3 separate regions of the Mus musculus genome follow, and all the other regions are linked to region 2. Evidence: chromatin contacts called from public Hi-C data. All regions are on one chromosome and are shown on one strand. The core of a region is the stretch at or near the end of the contact, and the rest is flanking DNA. Distances in the headings are between cores, read along the strand shown.

Region 1 (4,023 bases), core at 898-3,397, 450 kb after region 2:
AGTATGTAAACATGATCCACTCAGTATTTAGAGTAGTAACTGGATCATCATGTATTATGCACTGCCATACATATGTAAATCATGTGTGACAAAATTAAGTCACCAAGCCTAATGACATTAGGCAGTTGTCACACAAGGAGCATTTATCTGATTTCAAATAATGAATAGGACCTACTTTTGTTATAAAAAAAATTAAGAGGTGAGGGAGAAGGTAGCATGAAGCTTCAAGAACTGAATATGTGAGATACATGTATTTGTTTCTCAATACATAGCACCTTGTTGAGTGTATGAAAGTCTATAAAAGACCAGGACAATCAAGTGAAAGAAGTGAGATGTGGCTAGCTCTTGCGGAATTAGGAGGAAAATGATAGAGGAACACATAAGCTTTTTCTCAAGCAAGCTCTCGAGTCTATGACCTTAGGACCCTTTGCCTGTTCTCAAATAATCAGCCTGTAAAGGAAAGTACAGTTCCTGTCCCGGGGGAAAACTCTGGGTAGACACTACTTTGAAAGGCTCATTTGACTCCTGCACCTGGTATCCTGGGCTCTGGCCAGTAACAGATGCTTCCCTGGTTAGCATTCACCTCTGCTCTAAGTCCCAGTCCTCTGTTTGCCTTGACTTGTTTCATAACCAAACCTTTACCTCATATTGATTCCTTTCATCTAGAGTTTAATTTAGAACTTTCCAGGTTGACATCTCTTTTGCCCTGACCTATATTGTGTGTTCCATCTGCAACTTCATATGGCCTTGAACCAGATTCCTAACCTGTCCTGGTATTTAGAAGAAACTGTTTCATTGGCTTTCTGAATTTTATTCGATAATATGGAGCCCTCACAAGCACCAGAACACTTGAAGTTACCCATTCCCTCATTTAGGTTTTGGTTGGTTGGTTTCTTTTGCTCATAGGACTTAGGTCTAGGTAATTTACTCAACTAAAGTGACAGTTTATGGTCAGGATAGTGTCAGTCAAATATGGGCTTTTCCTATAGCCAGGAGACGACAATGAAGACTGTTCTCATATAAGAAAGTGGGCTCAGAGATTTTCTAACTCCCCAATTCTTGTAGAAATTTCACCCCAATAAGGGATATAGAGGTTGGCTTTTCTTTGGCCATTCAAGAGAATACAAATTGGAATGATTAGCACCACGTAACAGAAGATCATTTTAAATGAGTGATCTGTAAATTTATGAACAATAGCAAGAAAACAGTTTTGCTAGTGATATTTTGATGCTATTTTTATCTAGAATTTAAATTCGGAGAGAATGACTTACTAAACAACACTACTTCCTAATTTATAAGTTTTAATTTACTTGAGTCTTTAATTTCTTTGTAATTATTTCTTTGTAATGTATTCATGTAAGTCACGTTTAAACACTTTTGGTTCATAGCTGGATGTGTGGACACTAGTGCCCAAGAGACAAAGGCAGGATGATCTGGAGGGGGAAGCCAGCCTGAGAGGCACAGCAGGTTCAAGGGTAGCCTGGACTACAGAAATACCTAAAGAGCTATTTATGCATTCCATTTCTTCATGAGTCAGTTTTGAGAGGTGATTTTTTTTGTATGCTACCTATCTATTTCCTCTATAGTATTGAGTTGATTGGCATAGCATCAGTGATTACAAACCCTCTTTCATTTCTCTAAGTTGCTGTTAACTTTTCTAAACACATGGTCCTGTTTTCTGATGGTTTCTAGAGGTTGCTTAGGTTTCTGCTTTCTTTTGTCTGATTTTATCTCAGCTCTGAAAAGTTTATGAAGATGATTTTCTCGCAAAGCAGCTGCAGTCCAAACTATGAAAGCACTTTTATCTGGCAGCCTACAAGCTACTCTATTAAGACCAGGCTTGTAACCAAGGGAATGTTTTATCTTCTTGTCATTCTGATTCCACAATGGCAAGTTTTCTTTCCATGTTTTCAATCCTAACTCTAGGGCTACAATCTAAATACGATTTAAAGATGACCGAACATAGATTGCATTTAAATTCATTTCTTTCTGATGAGGACACTCCTTAGGAGCAGATGTTCTCTTGGGTAGCCCTGGTGAGTAATCCCACCTATCATCTTACTACAGACCCATTAGCTTATGATTCATATCTGGCCTTCCTTGTAAAAGCAAATACAACACAGTACTTTGAGCTCAATGATTTAATGCTCACCAAACAAAACTGTGCCCAAGTTCAGGCTGGCGTCCTCTTAGCACATGTTATTTTCTAGGAGCAAACTGGGCTCTTAGAAAATGTTCTAACTCTTTCAGATAGCGGGATGGGGAGCACATCTCTTAGGTGGTTTCCTGGATATGCAACTATGTCTTACTGGTTGGAAGTCATTTACCCAGAAACTTGAGATCTTGTTTTGGCTTGGTCTCCTGACAGGTTTTATAGAAAATTCCTAGACTTGCCTCTGTATCTTGTCTTATCTATAGGCAGCAATAAACCCAAGCTAATCAGGCACAATCTTTTGGTGAGGTTGCTATCATTATAGTTTCAGAGAAGTTAATATTATTTTCTGAGAAGAGGGGATGGCATGGACCCTCACACAGTGTTCCTAATTATGCCCATATGTATTGTCTATATTTTTTGGAACAGACAAAAGCACTTCTAAAAGAATTCATGTTCAGAGAAGATGTACTTTACAATGTGAGTTGATTTGTTTTTCTAATCTAGTTCAAATTAAAGAGTCAAGTCCTTAAGATTATCTTCCTTTGTGGCTGTGTCTTAGACGCTGTAATTTCCAGGCTCAAGAAGCACCTATGGATGGATGCCCCTGAGCAAGCTCATGCCAGTCTTAGCTGGTGTTTGCTGGGTGGCTCTCGCTGCTACTAGTTTTCCTTCTCTTTATGGCCGATGTCACTGTGTCTGTGTTGCTCCTCCGGGAAGAACATTATACTCAGGATGTGGCTGCTTACGCACATAGAGTAAGGATGAGAGCAGGCACAGGAAGCAGGGAAGGAGGTTCAGAATTAACTTAGGTGTGGAGGACAGATCTCAACTGGTGGTTTGGACAGAGCCAAACTTTATGATGATGGATGTGAAAAGAATGGCTACTTAGCAGTCACATGGATGGCAGAAGCCACTTTCAGTATCCCAAATTTCCAGACACTGATGGGTGGGGTGAGCAGTGTGGTGAGTATAAGGAGGGTAAGTTTCAGCTTCAAGCATTGTAAAACCTGTGGTCTGTGCAAAATGTAGAGACCGCAGGACTGTCTGTGATCCAAGTAGTGGGGACTAAGCAGATGTATAAACAGTGGCTCTGAGGGCCAGGAAAGAAGAGCTGTTCTTAGAAGAGGGAAAACAAGAAGGGAAAACAGGATGGTTTGGGTAACCGAGGTGGCTTTAGAGCCCAGTTGGAAGGGATGAGAGTAGTGCTAGTAAGAGAGGGAGAAGGGACATGCTCAGTTCCCAAAGTAATAAATGATATCTGAAAGAGTGAAATAAAATGAACCAAGAGAGGTCTCTCCCTCCCTTCTTCCCCTCATCCCTTTATTCTCTTCCTAGTGATCTCTTGATCTCCCTTGATCCCTTTCTCTTAAGTTTTGTAGCAACGTGTGCCACGTCCTGAGGATTCATGCTGATCTGAAAAGCCCTCTTTGATGGTATTTACAGGCTCAGCCCTTCTTCCCTTAGGAACTGTGGACCTAGGATTACACAGAACAGTGGATAGTGCTCGGCCACAAGTCCAGCTAGAATCCTCTTTTAACAGACCACAAGACACAGGGCTGGAGCATCACCAGAAACATGTCATAGCATTGCATGGAAGCAGATATATGAAATTGTCATTAAAGTTCACTAGAGTTATGATATCTAGTAAGTTAACAGTATGATCACAGGAATCTGACCACTTCAGCTTATACCTCGTTTCTAGTCCTAAATGCAATAACTTGGGGAGACTGCATAGCTTACTGTCCTGGCTACATTTTTTTTCTGTTGTTGTTGTTGTTGTTGTTTTTTGATAAAATACTCTGACAAAAGCCACTTAAGAGATAAAAAAAGGTTTATTTTAGTTCAAAATTCAAGGGTATAATCCTGGC
Region 2 (3,878 bases), core at 1,217-3,716:
TTATTCAAAATTATTTCATACATATAGAAAGAGTAAGACACCTATATAAAACATACAGACCTTATTTTAAAAGTCTCATTCCCCCTTCCAGCTTCTGGATAGTGTTCTTTTTTTCCATTTTTTATTAGGTATTTAGCTCATTTACATTTCCAATGCTATACCAAAAGTCCCCCATACCCACCAACCCCCACTCCCCTACCCACCCACTCCCCCTTTTTGGCCCTGGCGTTCCCCTGTACTGGGGCATATAAAGTTTGTGTGTCCAATGGGCCTCTCTTTCCAGTGATGGCCGACTAGGCCATCTTTTGATACATATGCAGCTAAAGACAAGAGCTCCCGGGTACTGGTTAGTTCATAATGTTAGAACAAAGCATTTTTCTGTCTTGTCTTCAGATGTAAAAGGTGGACTCTGGAATTTGAAGTCTACACAGCCCTATAAATCCCGCCTGTGTGACCGGCTGTGCCTCACATGGCCTTATGTGGTGGGTTGTTTTTTAGTTCCACCCAGAGCCTGCTCAGATAGAACTGCAGATCTCCCATGCACCGGCACGCCCACCCGAACACCAGGCGAGTGACTCAGATGCACTGTCCTCTCTAGGAACCCCCAGAGGCTGACACTGAGTTGCTGAGGCAAAACTGTGACAAGGAGTACGCAAGGAATCACCTTCAGGGAGGAGGGGTAGGAAAGGGGGAGAAGGCTAGATAAAGACCTTCAACTGACCCCTACGGGACTCTCTAGAGCTAGGACAGCCAGACAGTGGCACCCCAAATCTCAGGGAACCTGGCATTTTTATCCCTGGTCTGATCAGCCACTACTGTGTCACTGGGAGAAGCAATTGTCTTTAGCCAAGTTGGTCCCACACACCTCTCCACAACTGGTAAGTCTTCACTGCCTACAGGGATCTGACAACACAATCCACATCGAGCTGCTTGCTGATAGTCCCTCTGTCCTGCAGTTTGGGCATGGCATCTGTAAGCCTCCTTCTTGCCTTAGATCCTTGGCATCTGAGCCCATCTACCCCTCCATAGCTGGTGTATGATTGCAATGCCTCATGGGATCTGTGCAGAGGGCTTCCAACAAATGAGTGCTAATGAGTGAACAGAGCTTGGGATTTTCTTGTCTGTTCCAAAGAGTCAGATTTTTTTTTTCTTGGAAAGAGAGTGAATGCTTGCCTATAATCTTCTTGGTCCATTTGACAAGCACAGTAATCTGCCCCCTATAAACACTGGGAGATTCCCCCAGTGCAGTGTTTAAATTTGTGTACATTTAAGGAGATTGGAGGGATGGCTTTGCATTTAAGAGCACTTGCTGCTTCTTATCAAGGACCTGGGTTCAATTCCCAGAACCCACGTGGTAGCTCCCAGCCATCTATAGTTCTGCTCCATTGGGTCTGACGCCCTCTTCTGGCCTCTGCAGGCATTGCACGAGAGTGGTTCACAAACAGCGTAAGCAAAATACATAGAATAAAAATAAAAAGGTGTGAATTCATCTAGGCTACAGTGCGTATCTGTTTGATCAGACACCCATTATGATGCCCTTGTAAAGGACTTTTTAGATATAATAAGCTCAGCAGTGAACTGTGAATATAGCAACTCCTACTTCATAACTACAGTGTTTGAAAGCCTTGCCAACCCTCTCTCTCCTGAGTACAGGAACGGTGTTTTTGTTGTTGTTGTTTTTGGTTTTGGTTTGTTTTTTCCTTAAGTCAGTCTGTGTATGTGTCCATCCTGTTGTTGCATTTCCCTGAGAAATTTAGCTAATGCTCTTTGGAACCCAGGATTCACTTCTCTGTGCCCAAGTCTTACCCTGACAGTTGTCATGCTCATGGGGGGAGTCCAGGAGCGACTTTGTCTTTTCCAGCCTCAGTCTTGAGCAGACTGGCTTGAGAGTAGCCTTCCTCTGTAGCTATGGGGCTGGTGGTCACTCTCTGTCACCACACAGAACTCAGAAAAGGCTGCTTTGTCGCTGTTGACAGGAACTTCCTGTCTGTTTTCTCACACGAGGCCAGGTGCTCAGCCATGGGGAGAAGGGACAGCCATTGCCCTTCGGAGCAGCGTAAACACGATGTCCTTGCTTGCACATGACGGGGCTCGTGCTGTTCTCTGACCTCTCGTAAAGCTTCTGACACTCGGCGTTCCTTTGCTCTCAACTTATATTTAGGACTGAGTTGATCCTTATATTTTAACTGCCTTCCTGGCCAGAGAAGCCAGCTTAGGAGGAGTCCGAGCAGGGCCACTGTACTTTGACATTTTTAGTATGGCTTGTGATTTTTGTCTCATGAAACAAAAAACAAAACAAAACAAAAAAACCAAAACCAACCAAACAAACAAAAAACCAAGCAGAAAACATGAACTCGAGTTGAAGAGAAAATATTTGTGTTGGCTGTGGATAAGGCTGAAGGCAGAGCTACCGGTGGGAATCTGCTGTGAAAACTCCCGGGAGCTGTGTGGGAGCTTGCCATGGTTTGGTGCTAAAAGTAGGCGCATGCAGTGAGGCCAAGTTTTGTTTTATTTTTAAGCCACGGCTTCATCTAATCGTCTCCAGAGAAGACAAACATGGAAGGTCGGGACGGATGACCCACCTGGCGAGGAAATCCGGGCTTGGTGTATTGAAGTTTTTGGAGATTTTGTCAAAGTTGGGGGGAAAATGACAGCTTGTTACTCTTGGCTTCATGAGAGCACACTGGAAAGAGTTCACAGGGCCCATTCCGTGGACACAGCTCATACCCCAAAAATGCGTGAGCCTGTACAGCATCCTCTATCATGTGCATTCATAGGGATGGATATATGTGTGGACTGCAGACACTTACTGCCCATTTGTGTCCCTGTCCCCTAGCTGCTGGCTTCTGAGGTTGTCTCCTGGCTGGTGTTGACACCGGGTAAGAAGGAGATGGAGTCACTTTGGAAGGAACTCAGGGTCTCACTTGTCATGAGGGCAGTGTCAAGTGGGCAAGTGTGACAACCACAGAGATGGCCTTTAGCTCATGTGAGGGGTTAGAGAATCAACGTTCAGTCAGGGACAAAATCAACTTTGTGCCTGGAACTCTGGCATTAAATAATGCAGAGAGCAGAAGACCGGAACCCGGGTTCATAGGTTGGAGCAATGGAGGAGAAAAGAGCCCCTCCTACATGCCCACACTCCGTTGCATAGGCCTTAAGACTTTGGTCCCTTGGGCCTCACCATTAATTCTTTGAGTGCAGATTGGATTAAGTAGGGAGAGAAAAGATGGCGGCTTGACAGTGTGCCTATCTGAAAACACTGCCTCTGCCAAGTGATCCATTCGACATGACCAGTGGTCAGTCATGTGGGCCCTTTGAACACTGTGTGAGCTGATGCAGCCAGCTTCAAGGTTTTCTTGCTGACTCTCAGTCTAATGCTGAGAAAAACAGGAGACAAACCCAAACAGGAAGCTACCTACAGGACCCACCAGAACTTAGTGGACCTCATGAAAACACAGGAGAGACCCCAGCAATTCTCATCATCTCTGAGTGTCTGTGGATTTAATACTTGACTGCAGTGTGCTGCCCTGAATGGGGTCCGGGGTGTGGGGGGAGTTAGTGAGAAAGCTACTGAGAAACAGATTCTGGAGTTTAGCTGATGGTGATGGACCAGTGTTAGCTTTTTGGTTCGACTTCTTTTGAATGTGTAGGAAGCTGGTAGGGCTCATGACAGGGTATATACCCATCTCTGTGCTGTCCTATGGCTGTTCTGTCATAACCAACATGATTCAACCTAGCCCACAGTAGCAGGTTGGTGTGTACTCCCAGGGGTGGATGGTGCATCTTGGAGCCCATTGTTTCAAGATGCTGGCATGTGGTCAGGGAGTCATGAACAGCCCTAGTAATGTGTACTGGGCTCAGTTTATCAAGATTGACAT
Region 3 (4,164 bases), core at 1,248-3,747, 290 kb before region 2:
AGCTGTGTACCCGAGGGCTTTTCCTCAGATCTGGTGAACTCAGCCCTTGCTGTAAAGACTCAGAATCTTCAATAGGCAGCGCCTTGTGTTGCTTGTATTTTTCTGAGAAGATAAAATTCAGAAGGGCACCTCCCCGCCGTTTCCCACATTCTTGTCTTGGTAGGATGGGGTCACCAGGATACTGTTTTGACTGTCATAAGATCTGTGTTTCCTAAAGGTTTTTGTAAGTCGGGCAGCATCTCAAACGTTGGTGCCAAGTTCAACTTCAAGGCCCTGAAGGTCAGACACAGCCGGTAAAGTTTTTGCATTAGTTCCCTGCAGACCGGGAGACCCAGGGAAGGTCTCCTTTCTCTCCCAGTGATAAAGCTTTCCCAGCTGTAGCAATTTCCTTCTGGCCTTGGGGCAGCTCTGGTAAATTAACCTTCTGTGTGGTAGGTTCTAAAACCATGTGTCTTCAGACTCACTTGCACAAGCCAGAAAACCCTTTTGTCTGTGAAACAGAAGCTAGGATTCCCCTCCTCAGCACCTTGTTTGTCTCCAGCTGACCTCAGGTTTGCTGAGTCAATTCAGGTGACAAGTCCTGATCATTCGCCTCCACCTCCAAGTGCTGCTGTTACGGGCGTGTCACACCTGGGAAGTGTGGCGGGCAGACACTCTGCGCTAACCTACATCTCCAGTTTATTATTATTTTTTCCCTCAAGAGATCAGGAGAAAGAGCATGTCAGGAAACTGTAGGGTTATTTTTTTTTTAAAACCAGTGTGCAGTTCATACTTGTTGCTTCAATCTGCCCATCTGATGCTTCTTGTTGGCTTTGCCACGGAAGTGACATACAGCTGTCTCTCCATCTCCGGGCTTTTAGTCTACCCAGATCTTCAACAGGGTTGGACAGAGTGGACTTAAGGAAGTTAATTGGTGGTTTTAATAAAGCCATTCTGGGAAACAATCCTGCTCTCACAAATGTGAGATTTAAAAATAACAGATGGTCTGCATTTAAATAAACTTCGCAATGATGAGCGTCAGTGAAGGCTATGATGCCCGGTAGTTGTTCATCTTAAGGAGTACAGATTTTATGTTTTACAGCTGCCTTGGTGGGTAAGAAGAGTCTGCAACCATGAGGACCAGAGTTCACTTACATAAAAAAAGGCAGGCATGGCAGTGTGTGCCTGTAACACCCATAGGTGGAACCCTAAGATCTCTCTGATTAGACAGCCCAGCCAAAATGGTGAGCTTTGTTCGAGGCAATAAGTTGGGAAGCCATAACGGAACACCTCCTGTCCTGCTCTGGCTTGTGTGCGCACTCAAGTCTCTTGAGAACCCACAGCTCTTCTGGAATCTCCCCTAGCATGCACGGGTTTGAAAGCAGCTGAAATCGCCTGGGTGACCAACTCCAAGAACTGGCTGCTTAGGTAGCAGCTCCTACAGCCTTGGTGAGGATGCCAGGGATGGACTGGTGTTTGCTGCCATCCAGGGTGGTCCTTCACCAGTGGGAGCCGCTTCTTCAGTCAGGCAGACTCAGCAATCACAGTGAATCACAGTGGCAGCGGCTCCTGATCCAGCCGCCTTCTGTCTTAGGTGACTGCTTGGCTCTGCTCTTGGGCAACTGCCTTCATGCAGGGGTGGGAGGTGGGAGATTTGGGAGGGGCCGTGACAGCTAGCTTTCAATCAGTCACTTCAACCGCCTGTACTTTACGGCTTCTGTGAGAAAACCAAACCAAACCATAAAGAAGTACTTTATAGAGATTTAATATTCAGTTAGCAATTTTTTTTTCAGCTCACTTTTTCTAAGACTAAGTTACAGTTGTGTTTTTGAGAATGATAGCAGTTCTCAATCTGGAGTGATTTGCACTTTCCAGTTTAGATTGCATTTAGCAATATCTGAAGACAGTTGTGGTTGTTAGCACAGATGTGGGAAGGGATTGCTGGTATCTGCTGGGTAAGATAGATCCATGGATGTGCCAAGCATCCCGAACTGTACAGGACTGTGTGACGGTGTGCACTAGCTTGGTCCAAATGTATCCTGAAACCCTACTCTTTTCTGCTTTGATCTCTTGCTCTCTCAATAAAAGCATCCCGCTAAAGTAATTTCCCAATCTCCCAGAGTGTTTTTTCTGGGGCGTATGGATTATATAGTCTTCAGACTCTTATTAACTTTAATATTATTGTTCTATGTGTTATGACAATATATTTTTAGATCAGTGGATACCCTAATCCTCTTTACTTCTAAACTGGTTCTTGTTATAATTGTGAGCAGGTGAGCTATAACATTATTTTTATCTGGATCTTAAGGACACAGATTTGGGCACAGCACATCACCAATCTGGCAAGTGTTTTCTGAGGGCTAGCAGGGGAGCACCAGCAAGCTCCATTCTTCTCACTCGAGTTTTGTTTTGTGTCGTGTCGTTTGTTTGTTTTTGCTGTTTGCTTATTGTAGTTACTTACCAAACACCTCGGTTACCAACCCTGACCATGTAAGAGGCAGGCATTCAAGTGTGGCCAGTGAGCCCTGTTGGCAAGCTCCGCCCCTTGGCTTTTCCCCTCCTCTCCGGTTTGATGAGTAAGTGTGTGATTTTTCCTTCTGCTTCCTTCTCCCCAAGCATGGTTTATTGCTGGCCGGCCGGAGTGGTAATGAATCACTTGGAAAGGCAGCTGACTCTCTCTCTCAGCAGCACTCTTGTGTGCTAAAAATAAGAGGAAGATGATTCCCAAGTTCACACCCACATTCACTGCCGAGTTCACACCCATAACTGCTTTCATCAGGTCCTCAGGCCGGAGGCAGGCAGACTTAAGCTGGAGCCTCTTAAGTTTCCCCATTTAATTTGTGCCTTAGTGGGAGTTCTTTCTGTATTTGTCTCGGCCTGGTTTCTGTTCACCGGAGAAGACTGTAATAATTCAATCTCACTTTAAAAAAAAAAAAAAAAGATTGTGTAATGTGTTTGAGTGTGCGAGTGCAAGTGAGCGTGAGCGTGTGTGTGTGTGTGTGTGTGTGTGTGTGTGTGTACATCTGTTTGCATGTGCTGTCGAGGCCAGAAGAGGGCATTAGATTCCCTAGAGCTTGATTATAGGTTATGAGTCACCGACATGGGCACTGGGAACTGAATTCGTGTCCTCTGGAAAGGAAGCAGGTGCTGTAAACCCCTGAGCCATCTCACCAGCCCCTTAATCGGATATTTCCTGACGTCACAAGGTGCTATAAATGAGATTGATACCTTTTTAGATAAACCGTAGAATCACATATTTTGTATATCATTTGTGTTTTAGATTGGTTTCCTTTATGTTGCTGTGATAAAATAGCCTCACAAACGTAACTTAGTGGAGGGAGAATGGGGGGATTTTAAACATAGGCCCCAGAGGGATGGAGCCTGTTACGGGGAGGAAGGAGAGAGGGAGTGCAGACGCAGGACCTTGGCTGATGACGTTGTATCCACACCCAGGCAGTGGAGGAAGCTGTGCTATCAAACTTAAAACCTGGTCCCATTGACAAATGTCCTCTTGAAAGGCTCCACCTCCTAAATGTGAACTTTCCTAAACAGCAGCTGAGGGCCAAGGGTTTGCACATGAGCCTTTGGGGGGATTTTATATTCAGAGCACAACAGATAAAATTAAACTTAAAAACAAAACAAAACAAAACTCCTTGAATCCAAGTAGGATATTTAATTTTTTTAGACCAAGAGTCAGCAGACAGCTTTTGAATCAAAATGAGTCTGCCTAGAGGATGCTTTCTGGAGGACTGGCTGACCCAATGTGGAGTTCAGATCTCTGGAGATAGTTCATGCTGGAAGTCTGGGGTTGAGAGGTCGCTTCAGCCAGGACATCTTCACCCAGGCTGAGACTGAACACTCAAGGACCACACCGTTCAACCAAAGTGCGACATGCCCCAGGGATTGACTTTCTAGCCTTGTTAAATCCAGGCCAAGTGATAAGAAATGGTGTAGTGCTTCCCTTCAGAGATCATGGAGATCAGTGCTGGTTATTGGTACCCTGGGACCTCTGCCAGGCTCCGAGGCTAAGGTGTCAGCGGATGCTTAGATGGTTCCCGCTCCTTGTAGTTACTACGTGACGGGGAGTTAGGGCAGCTGGGAATGCCAAGCTCATTCCATTGATGAACTGTCACAGCTTGGAAAGTCCCTCAAGTTGATCTAGAAACCACACATCTTTTAATAAGT

What was found. Hi-C and Micro-C count contacts between places; a contact is called where the count stands out from the background.
Region 1: a Hi-C map of liver shows a contact between it and region 2, with 5 times the contacts expected there. The contact joins two enhancer-like sites. A contact is called at or near these places in 2 of 484 Hi-C or Micro-C datasets (both in liver), 1 of 115 datasets of contacts at active chromatin or transcription factors (hepatocytes) and 1 of 9 other capture datasets (embryonic stem cells).
Region 3: a contact with region 2 is called in a Hi-C map of liver, with 1.6 times the contacts expected there. The contact joins two enhancer-like sites. A contact is called at or near these places in 2 of 39 promoter capture datasets (liver and pre-B cells), 2 of 484 Hi-C or Micro-C datasets (both in liver), 3 of 115 datasets of contacts at active chromatin or transcription factors (embryonic stem cells, extraembryonic endoderm stem cells and pancreatic cancer cells) and 2 of 9 other capture datasets (adipose tissue and pancreatic islet).

The regions. Positions count from the first base shown.
Region 1 is chr15:26,376,979-26,381,001 of GRCm38.p6, forward strand. All of the region lies in intron 2 of Marchf11 (membrane associated ring-CH-type finger 11), which reads left to right. Among named protein-coding and RNA genes, the nearest start is that of Gm36790, 67 kb to the right of the region's middle. Within about 2 kb of position 2,148, at least 18 of the 459 cell types and tissues checked have an H3K27ac peak or open chromatin away from gene starts, as enhancers often do. A contact at or near this core is called in hepatocytes and liver, where this site is marked.
Region 2 is chr15:25,927,640-25,931,517 of GRCm38.p6, forward strand. All of the region lies in intron 3 of Retreg1 (reticulophagy regulator 1), which reads left to right. Among named protein-coding and RNA genes, the nearest start is that of Mir7212, 19 kb to the right of the region's middle. Within about 2 kb of position 2,467, at least 19 of the 459 cell types and tissues checked have an H3K27ac peak or open chromatin away from gene starts, as enhancers often do. A contact at or near this core is called in hepatocytes and liver, where this site is marked.
Region 3 is chr15:25,635,339-25,639,502 of GRCm38.p6, forward strand. The region is part of intron 1 of Myo10 (myosin X); the gene reads left to right. Among named protein-coding and RNA genes, the nearest start is that of Myo10, 15 kb to the left of the region's middle. Within about 2 kb of position 2,498, at least 105 of the 459 cell types and tissues checked have an H3K27ac peak or open chromatin away from gene starts, as enhancers often do. A contact at or near this core is called in liver, where this site is marked.